Linked DNA regions of Mus musculus: region 1 is linked to region 2. A link is a contact called in public promoter capture Hi-C data. All regions are on one chromosome and are shown on one strand. Each heading gives the region's core, a stretch centred on a gene start, on an enhancer-like site or on the middle of the called end of the contact. The rest is flanking DNA. Distances are from core to core; before and after follow the strand shown.

What was found. Promoter capture Hi-C pulls out the DNA fragments that hold promoters and counts their contacts.
Region 1: a contact with region 2 is called in a promoter capture Hi-C map of liver, with 5 times the contacts expected there. The contact joins the promoter of Ypel2 here to the enhancer-like site in region 2. A contact is called at or near these places in 14 of 39 promoter capture datasets (the 3T3-L1 cell line, 3T3-L1-derived adipocytes, the C10 cell line and 7 more), 1 of 15 datasets of contacts at CTCF or cohesin (the NIH/3T3 cell line), 54 of 484 Hi-C or Micro-C datasets (the AML12 cell line, the AtT-20 cell line, the N1E-115 cell line and 26 more), 23 of 115 datasets of contacts at active chromatin or transcription factors (CD8 T cells, the SCID.adh cell line, T-cell acute lymphoblastic leukemia and 14 more) and 4 of 9 other capture datasets (adipose tissue, bone marrow-derived macrophages, liver and 1 more).

The regions. Positions count from the first base shown.
Region 1 is chr11:86,991,738-86,996,274 of GRCm38.p6, forward strand. It overlaps Ypel2 (yippee like 2), which reads right to left and starts at 2,025. Exons shown (of 5, transcript NM_001005341.3): 1 at 1,855-2,025. It overlaps Gm51915 (a long non-coding RNA gene), which reads left to right. Exons shown (of 3, transcript XR_003949754.1): 2 at 297-436; 3 at 606-2,600.
Region 2 is chr11:86,950,237-86,954,649 of GRCm38.p6, forward strand. The region is part of intron 2 of Ypel2 (yippee like 2); the gene reads right to left. Among named protein-coding and RNA genes, the nearest start is that of Gm51915, 30 kb to the right of the region's middle. Within about 2 kb of position 3,090, at least 94 of the 459 cell types and tissues checked have an H3K27ac peak or open chromatin away from gene starts, as enhancers often do. A contact at or near this core is called in the N1E-115 cell line, the NIH/3T3 cell line, Th17 cells and 15 more, where this site is marked.

The sequences.
Region 1 (4,537 bases), core at 775-3,274, 40 kb after region 2:
ATACAGCCCAGGCTGACCTCAAACTTGCAGTGATCAGAACTTACCTCACGGGGTACTGGGGTTAGATATTTACCACCACTCCCGGCTGGGAAAACTAGTCACTGTTTTTCTGAGACAGGATTTCTGTGTAGCTTTAGCTGTCCTGGAACCTGCTTTGTAGACTAGGCTGGTCTCAGAGATCCCACCTGTCTCTGTCTCCCAGATGCTGGGATTAAAGGCGTGTACTGCCACTGCCTGGCAAAGGCACATATTCTTATCTGTGTTCTTTATTTTCCATTTCCCACCCTTATCTCAAGGCAAGCAGAGAGATCTAAGAAGTGATGTTACTGAACCCTAAACTAGGCAGAGCCCAACTGAGGCAGTGCACGAGCCCAGGTACCCCGCTCTATCGCATCCGACCCTGTCGTGGAATCCGGGACAAATCACAGTGCCTAAGGTAAGATTCCCCAGCTCTTCTCAGGCCGGGCTTGTAAAGAACCCAGTCACTCATCACAGCTCAGTACAAAACCGGGGGTGGGAGCAGTCATAGTTAAGTATGAACCAGTCACAATGAGATATGTGTATGAAAATGTTCTAATAAAGCCATTATTTTTGACAAATTACAGAATTTACAAAATGATGTAAAGAGAGTGAAACTTCCTCAAAGATAAGAATATCAAATGCTAAGAAAGCTGATGGACTGAACTCAGGTAAAACCTACAGCAGTGTGTGCCAAAAGGAAAAGCAACCCAATCTTACTGACCAGATCCTGTAAACCCCCAAACCAGGCAGACTACTGCAGAGCCTCAAGCATGAGGTTTACTGTAATTCCTTTGTGCCTCTAATGTTCTGTAAATGGGGTTCAGAAAAGTAATCCCTAGGCTTGTTGTTCAGTGCTCTGGACAGGGAGCCCATCTTGCGAGAACGAAGACAAGCATGAGGAACAAAAGACTAATAGGACTCCAACTCAGTGGCTCAAAGACCCTCCAACGTGGCAACAACAAATCAACAAGGAAGCCAAAAAGCAGGGCTCCGGCGCATTTGCCATTTCCAGCAGCCGGGCCGTGGAAGGCTAGGCAAACCGGAGGATGCTCGCTCAGCTTTTTAAAAACTGTGGGTAAAAGTGAAGTCAGAGGTGGCAGGCAGTTCTTTGCACGAGGGGTCCAAAGCAACAGTGCTTCCCCCTAAGTGCCAGCCAGGAGACGGGTGTAAGGTTCCACTGTTTCGGAAAAAAAAAAAAATCACCCGAAGGGAGTCAGCAACCAGGCAGGTAAACTTGAAGCAGGAAGAGAGGCAGGAGCCAGCTGCGGGAGGGACTCTCCGCAGAGGCCCCCGCAGCGAGTCTGGCAACAGAGTTCGTGCCCACCCCTTGGCAAGGCCGCAGGGGAGGCGCCGGGAAGCGTCCAGGCAGGAACTCGCTGTGGTTCCCTTGGCTTGGGGCTGCCGAAGCGCTCCGGGGACTTTAGAGGGCGACGTGCCCCAGACCCAACTATCTCAATGGAGACATCGACCATACAGCCGGGTGCCGCCGGGTGCCATCCGTGGGGGGTGGGTCACGCCGAACAAGGGAGGCGTTGGCGCTCAGGTCTCTGGGTCCCCATATTTGCCAGGCGGCTCGTCGCCACCCGCCGAGTCCCGAACCCGGAGCGCGCGCCAGTGTTTGTAAACAAACCGGTCACGTGGCTGCAGCAACCCGTTCCCCGCCCCTAGCACCCCGGGAACCTTCGGGGAGCCCCCTCGGGACCGCGACAGCACCGCCCCAGCCGAGCCCGGCTGCACGCAGCCCAGGAGCCCGACCGTCCCCAGGGCGCACAGCCCGAACTGGAGCGGAATGCGCCCCACGCCCACGCGAGCCCAGCTCGAGATCCCTCATACCTGGCGGTAGGCTGCCCGGTCCGGCCAGCGCCGGGCTCTCCGGAGTGCTTGGCGATGAAGGACTGCACGGCTGACTCTAGCGCTCCCTGCGCGCTCTTAAAGCCACAGTCTCCGCCACCGCCGCCGCCACTGCCGCTCCGCATCCCTCCGAATCCGGGCTGGGGGCTTGCCGGGTGACAGACGCGCCCCCGCGCCTATCCCATCGGCTCAGCACATAGCAACACGCCACTGGTTGGCCCTGCACGGCCGCAGCCCATCCGCCAGGAGCCAATCACTGGAGGACGGAACTCCGCCCCTGCTTTCCCTGCCTCCCGCCCCCAACCCCCACCCGCCCCTCGGCCCTGGCGGGGCGCGCGTGCGAGGAGTGTGGCAAGGTCTGGGTCCCGCCAGTCCTGGCAGCTGGCGGGCAGGGCTGGGAGAAGAGGTGATTAGAGTGGGGGAGCTCTCTGAGATAGGAGCCTGTTTGTCTGGCTTTACTGGGATTCCCAGGACCCGGGGTTATGTTGGGAAGTGGGATTTACAGTGCTTTTGTTTTGAGAACCTAGATAGTAATTCCTCGCTCCACTTTTTAAGCCACTCCTGACCCAGAGCCTAAGTTACTAAAAGTGACCCGCAGAGTTCAAGGCAGGTGTATTTAGTAAGATAGTACCAGTCTCGTCATGCCCACCCATGCCCTGCTCAGAAGCGGAGATTCTCTATTTCCTCTGCCCTGCTCGAAATTTCCTAATTAAAACTAGGAAAGGGTTGTCTGGTGTGTTCGAGTCCCTGGGTTGGATCCCCAGTACTGAGAGTGGAAGAGCATAGAGAAAGACTATAGAGAAACTGGGATCCCTATTGCTAATGGTTAGTGAGGTCTATTAGCAACAGAAAATACAATAAGAGTAGTCAAGGTGACCAAAAGGGAGGAACTGGCATTCTGGGTCAGTGGGGTGGTGCTTTTCAAGGAAGAGAGGGTTAAAAAATAAACTCATGACAGTCGGGAAGTCCAGGGAGGCACCAGGTGGGTGGAGTGGGGCAGAGTCTTCCTACCGGAAAACAGGTCAATTTGATAAAAGAATTTCTGCGGGGGGGGGGGCGGGGGAGACACGGCAGACCCACCCTTTTTTCTAAGACACTGGGATTCTGAATGGTGTTGGGGCAAAATACATGTTTTCATTGCTATTTTAGAAGAGAAAAAAACACAAGGTAATTGGACAAGGTGGTTCTCTGCTTTATAGCCCAATTATAACCCAAGGCTTGGGAAGTGTTAGAAGTTTAAGGTCATTCTTGGTTAGATCGGTCCAAGCTAGCCAGGTTACTGAAAAAGAGAAAAAAAAAAAGTTCATGCGGGGTTGGGGTGCTGAAGGAGGCCCAGGAACCTTTGGTCTCCTATCTGGCAGCAGTTTACACACAAACCCAGGCTGGTATTTGGGTAGATCCCCGGGTGACTCAAAAACGTCACCTGTCACTCCACCCAGCTGTTTTTAATACATATGCAATCAACTAAATTGTCTTCAGTGAATGTACATCGCATGGTTAGGGATGAAAAAAAGTCCCAACGTTAGTAAGAACAAAACCACTCATTTTTGCCGGCAGATACCGGTTTCAGTGTAGGGGCACTGTCAATATTTACAATTGACTGCTTTGGGAATTATAAATCCTGGAGTCCAAAAGCCTTCAGCTAACTAACCACAACCTTGAAAAGACTTGAGATTGGATCTTTAAGAAGATATACTAAATTCTTTAGATTATCAAAAGCTTGATTACCAGCCCAAGGCTGCTTTCTGAGGTTAAATTCCTCTGTGCCCTTAGGCCTTAGTACCCATCGCCTAAAAGAAGGGAGGGCTGGGATCTGGTGGTGGAACTCACAGTAGAGACTTTGCCTAAGGTTCTTGAGGCTCTGGGTTCAATACCCATTACTGCAGAAATAAATAAGGACGGCTGAAATAAGATGGTTTCTGACATCCCTTCCAACTCTAACATTTCAAATCAGGAACCAGGAAATCAAATTGGTTACATTTCTGCAATAGTGTGTTACTAAATATGTTTATATCCACGGGTTCCCTAACGCCTAACAGTAGATTCTGTACTGGTTTTAACACCCTGAGATACTGGTATGTTATGTAACAAGATTGGAGGCTACTGTTCTGTGCTTAAATAAAAGATAACATTAGCTAAAGAAAGCCTGCCTTGTGTGGGGTGCTCTGAGGACCCCTGCAGGCCTGCTGTGTGATTGCAGGAGACTGGAAGAGGCCACAGAACCACAGGGCTGAAAAACAATAGAATCAGCCAGCCAGGAAAAAAAAAAAAAAAAAAAAGCCAGATCATGCCTTCTTCCAGCCAAAGGAGCCAAGCTGTGTGAGTTGACAGAAGGGAGAACCGAAACAAAGAAGTGTGTATGTGTGTGTTGGGGGGCAGGGAGTGAGTACTAGAAACTGCTTCTCTTTCTCTCTGCACCCAAACACCTTCATGGGCCCTCAGTACACATTTACTCAGTGCCCATCTTCAGCACCTTTCCCTGTTGCCTTGGACTTATTCCGAGAACCTATGGGAGAGGAAAGAAGCCCAGGCCAATGGACAGATTGAGAATAGACAGATAATTATTGAAGCCGAGGGCCGCAACAGAGAGGATATTATCCCAGAGAGCAACAGAAAGACAGCAACAAACTTATTCAGAGTCAGAAGGCTCCCTTACAAACAACAA
Region 2 (4,413 bases), core at 1,840-4,339:
TGCAAATAGACGCAGACAAGAATAGCCTGGCTGGGTCACGGTATCCTGTGGGGCCCAGCCTAGCCCAGCACAACCTGGCACAGCCTGGTGTTCCCTTGGGTGGGGGTGGTGCTGAGGTGGGGAAGCCGAAAGGGAACTAAGGAAGCAACTGAAATGAAGCAAATAGAATTCAGACAGGAGATGCCGAACAGACTGTCAGACACATTTGTTTAATGTCATTACTGCCTGGCAACAAGGCAGTTCTTTTCCATGTTGTGTGTCAACCAAGGCTGGTGTGCAGGCCTTCACAAGAGGTTTTTCTTTTCTTTCTTTTTTTTTTTTTTTTTTGGTTTTCTTTGGTTTTCTTTCAAGCCATACAAAACTTTCCTCCTATCCTAGTACAGTACTAGTTGCAGGCCCAGCCCTTCCAGCCAGCTCAAAGAAACGGAAAGGGCTCTGAGTTTCCTGTTTGGTAGCCAAAACCGCTCATTTCTGGCCCTGTTTGGGAGTCTGGAAGGCAGTGATTCCTTCTTAAAGTAGAACTGCTGGATCCCAGTGTGGTGGAACACATTTGTTAAGAAGGAATGCAGGTCTGATGTTAGTGTGGGCTACACAGCAAGACCCTGTCTCAAAAATAAGAAAAACAAACAGGCTTTGGCTCGGCAGCACACAGTTGTAACAGGGGTGGAGGTAGCTGAATGCAGAGGTGTGGGGAGCAGGTGTGACCTCTGGGAGTGGACTGGGCCCTTGATCATCTAAGGTATGAGGAACTTGTCACCCCAGAAGGGGCAGGTTCCAAATCTGACACTGCAGCTCCCACCAGCGCATCTCTTGGCTCTTCTTTTACATCTGTGAATGGCTATCACGCCTGCTTGACAGGCCAGTTAAGAACGGTGAGCTTAACAATCTCTCACTGAAGGCTTCTCAGGAGCCTGAGGAAGAGATGGAAAGCTGACTCAATCCCTCAAGCCTCCTTTTCTTTGGTAACTTTGATCTTTTGGTCTTTAAAAAAAAAAGTTTTTATGTGTCCAAGTGATTTATATAGGCTTGTACATGAGCGCCGCATCACATGTATGCCTGGTGCCCAGAGGTCAGAAGAGGGCATCAGATCCCCTGGAACTAAACTCATGGCTGTTCATGCTTTATCATAGGGGTGCTGAAAATCAAATCCAGGTCTACACCAAGAGCAACAAGTACTCTTGACAGCTTGATCCTTCCCCAGCCTCTCTCTTAGAATGACAAAGGGTGAAGCTTCAAATGTCTTCATAAGAAAAGAATGAGGTTCGTGAGTTCAAGACCAGCCTGGAATAGAAGAGGAGATTCTGACTCAAAAGTGCTTGAGACATAAGAATGGAAACGTGACTTAAATATAACATTCAGTGACTCTTGGTACAGTCACAGGTTGTACAATCATTGTCACTGTCTAATTCCAGAACATTCTCACACTCCAAAAAGAAATCTCACAGCACCAGGGACCAATCATCCTTTCTCTCTCCTGCCTCGGCGTCTGCTAGGCAGGCTCACTTCTACCTCCATAGCGCTGCACAAGGCACTATACTTAAGAGGCGTTAGAGCATCTCATCAGGGTGGTAACGAGTGTTTCAGTAGAGGGACAGGAGGATTAGTAAGATCTTTTCCTTTGGAATTTTGGCTGGCGCCACCCCTGACCCAGCAGGAAACAGATGTGGCATGTTATGAGAAAGGGTCAGGTCAGCCACTTTCCTATTATTCAGTCTCATTCTTTTCTCTTTATATCATTAATGTCTTGGGGGGGGGGAACGGATCTAGTATCAGGGCAACAGGCTGGAACCCAAGTAAATAGCGCTAGATCCTCCCTGGACCATGGAAAGGTGTAAGAGTGGGGAATCTAGAAATGCTAGAAACTCCCAGAATGAGAACACATGTGCGGTTTAGCTACGAGCAAGGATTTCTGCAAGGGACTTCTCCCATCATCCCTACAACAACAAGTGTCAAAGGAAATGGACTCACATGGAAACAGGGGAGACGGGTTAATTATAAAGGAATTTCCTGACTGTGATTTCCACACTGGGACATAGGTCACCATTCGTGTATCTTCATGACTTACCCAAAACTTTCACATAGGGATTGGTGTGAGCCTGGCACAATGGTGTGCCTTGTAATCCCAGCACCGGAGTCAGAGGCAGAAGCAGAAGAACTGCCTCCGGGTTGCTGAGCTGAGTACCATATGACCCAGAGTGACTTACAATAGGGAGACAATGTCAAAAACAGAAAAAAAAGGAGCTCTTGCGGGATGGCCTCCTGGAGGTCGCTCCTCCATAACTTTGGCCTATGGGTCCCATTCACCCTCCCCTTCTTTAAGCACACAGAAGGTGGGGTGGAAGGGACTGGTTCTAAAGGAAGAAATATCTGTTGTGCACAGAGGATCCAGGGCCTTGGTGCTTCCATTCATTGCCAAAAGTCTGGGGTCTATGCCTGGTGGTGTTGAGACCTACCCCACACCTGTTGAGCCATGTGTCCAGTAGTTTCAAGGCTGGGCCTGAGGACCTGATGCCCCTGCTCACAGTCATGTCTGCCTCATGTTTGGTAATGAGGATGCTGGCAGCTTTGGTGCTTAGAAAGCCTTGGGCCAGCTCTCACTGGCTGCACATCCCTGGGTGAGTCACTCCTGAGCCTTGGGCACCCACATACAGAAAGAAAGGTTTGAGAACAGTGCTAGACGGGGATGCTGTGATAACTAAGCTCATGTGTGCGTACAGTAGGCATGCAGCCTGCTACATAGAAAGGTCTTACTAAGCTTCCTCAATAAGTGTTTCCTTTCATACAAGGATAGCTTTTAGGGAGCTCACAACAGGCCTCCCAGACTCCCTTCCAAATCACCACAGGCTCTGTCCCCACTGTGCTAGGGCCTCAGATAGACTTGGTGAACTAAGGGCAGGCTAAGCCTCCCAGGCCGTGGCAGTGGGTTTGAGTGGTAAATCCCCACATAAGCACAACGTGAGAAGACAGATGTTGCCAGCTCGAAGCGGTCCTCTGCTCAGAGAAACAAGGACTGGCAAAGACACAGTCTTCAGCTCCACAGAGTAGAGGACGCCGCCCCAAACCACACACCCTGTCCCCTAGGACAAAGGCTGGCTGGCGAGTCACCCTCACAAGGCCTGCTTAGGAAAGCGACCTTTTCTGAACTGGCCACTGGGAGTGGTGGAATGATGTAATGGCAGCCAGCTACTGGGCCCTTTGCAATTCAAACATAAAACTAAAAACTTCTAAAAGAGTATTCATGTTGGAGGTCAAAGTCACCAGGGCCTTTGAAAATAATTCAGAGTTACTATTATCTAAAGATGCTGTGCTCAAAGTACAAATACCAATATTTATATTTCATAATCAATATTTAAAATATATCAAGCAATATAAAAATCAAAATATCTGCTGACTCATATTTCAGTCTGCACCACTCCCGAAATCCATGGGTCACTTGCTAATGAAATACCCTTAGAGTTCTAAGGATAACTGTGCAGTCTGTGGTTAAACCAATGGACTCCCGAAGAATAAACTTCTAGCACCTTCCAAGGCTAAAGCCACACGCTCTACAGAAACAAACAAACAAACAAACAAACAAACCCACCCCATGCTTTCCACATACTTTTAGCAATTGCTGCAGTGAAATTGGAGAGTTAATAATGCATGAGACTGAAGTGGTTCACTGTAGGGGGGTGGGCAAGGGCAAGATGGCACAGCGGGTTAAGACACTCGCCAAGTCTGATGACAAGTTAATTCCCCAGGTCACATGGTAGAGAGAACCACACAATATGTAGTAAACTCTTGAAAAAAACAAAGTGGGGGGGTGGGGGGGCTTAGGGGGAAGGCTGGATGTAACAGTCATGGCTCATGCTGATATGGTACTTACTATGCCTGGTATATGATCTGAACACAATCCTCCAAGCAATATGATGAGGAAATTAAATTAACCCCACCCAACCACTTTGCAGATGCAGAAAGCACAAAGTGGTTAAGAAATAAATAAGCAAGCCCTGGAAAATTAAGCTTGGGTAACAAGGGTATTGTGTATACATGACACCCTAAAGAAGGGACTTAAATGAATGTACTATCAGGCTCCGGAGTTGTTACAGGCTACAATGCATGTTATAGTTTAAGTAAAGCCCAGAGCCTACAGGAACCTCCAGCTTCCTACAGCTTGTGTAGGTCAAAGTCTATGGCTTCTGACTTCAGGTCCCGAAATTTCCCGAGCAGGTGTTCACTGGGGAAAGCTGTCCCTTTAATGACGAGAGGATGGGACAATCCGTCAGAACTGGTGAAATCTCACAGGCTAGTCAAATGCCTCTGCTCCAATGCCATACTTACTTAACGGTACAGATTTAATCATCTCGCTCAAGTGAGTTTACCTTCAAGGAGGCAGCACAGAGTGCAAGCCTTCAGGGTTAAGCACACCACTGT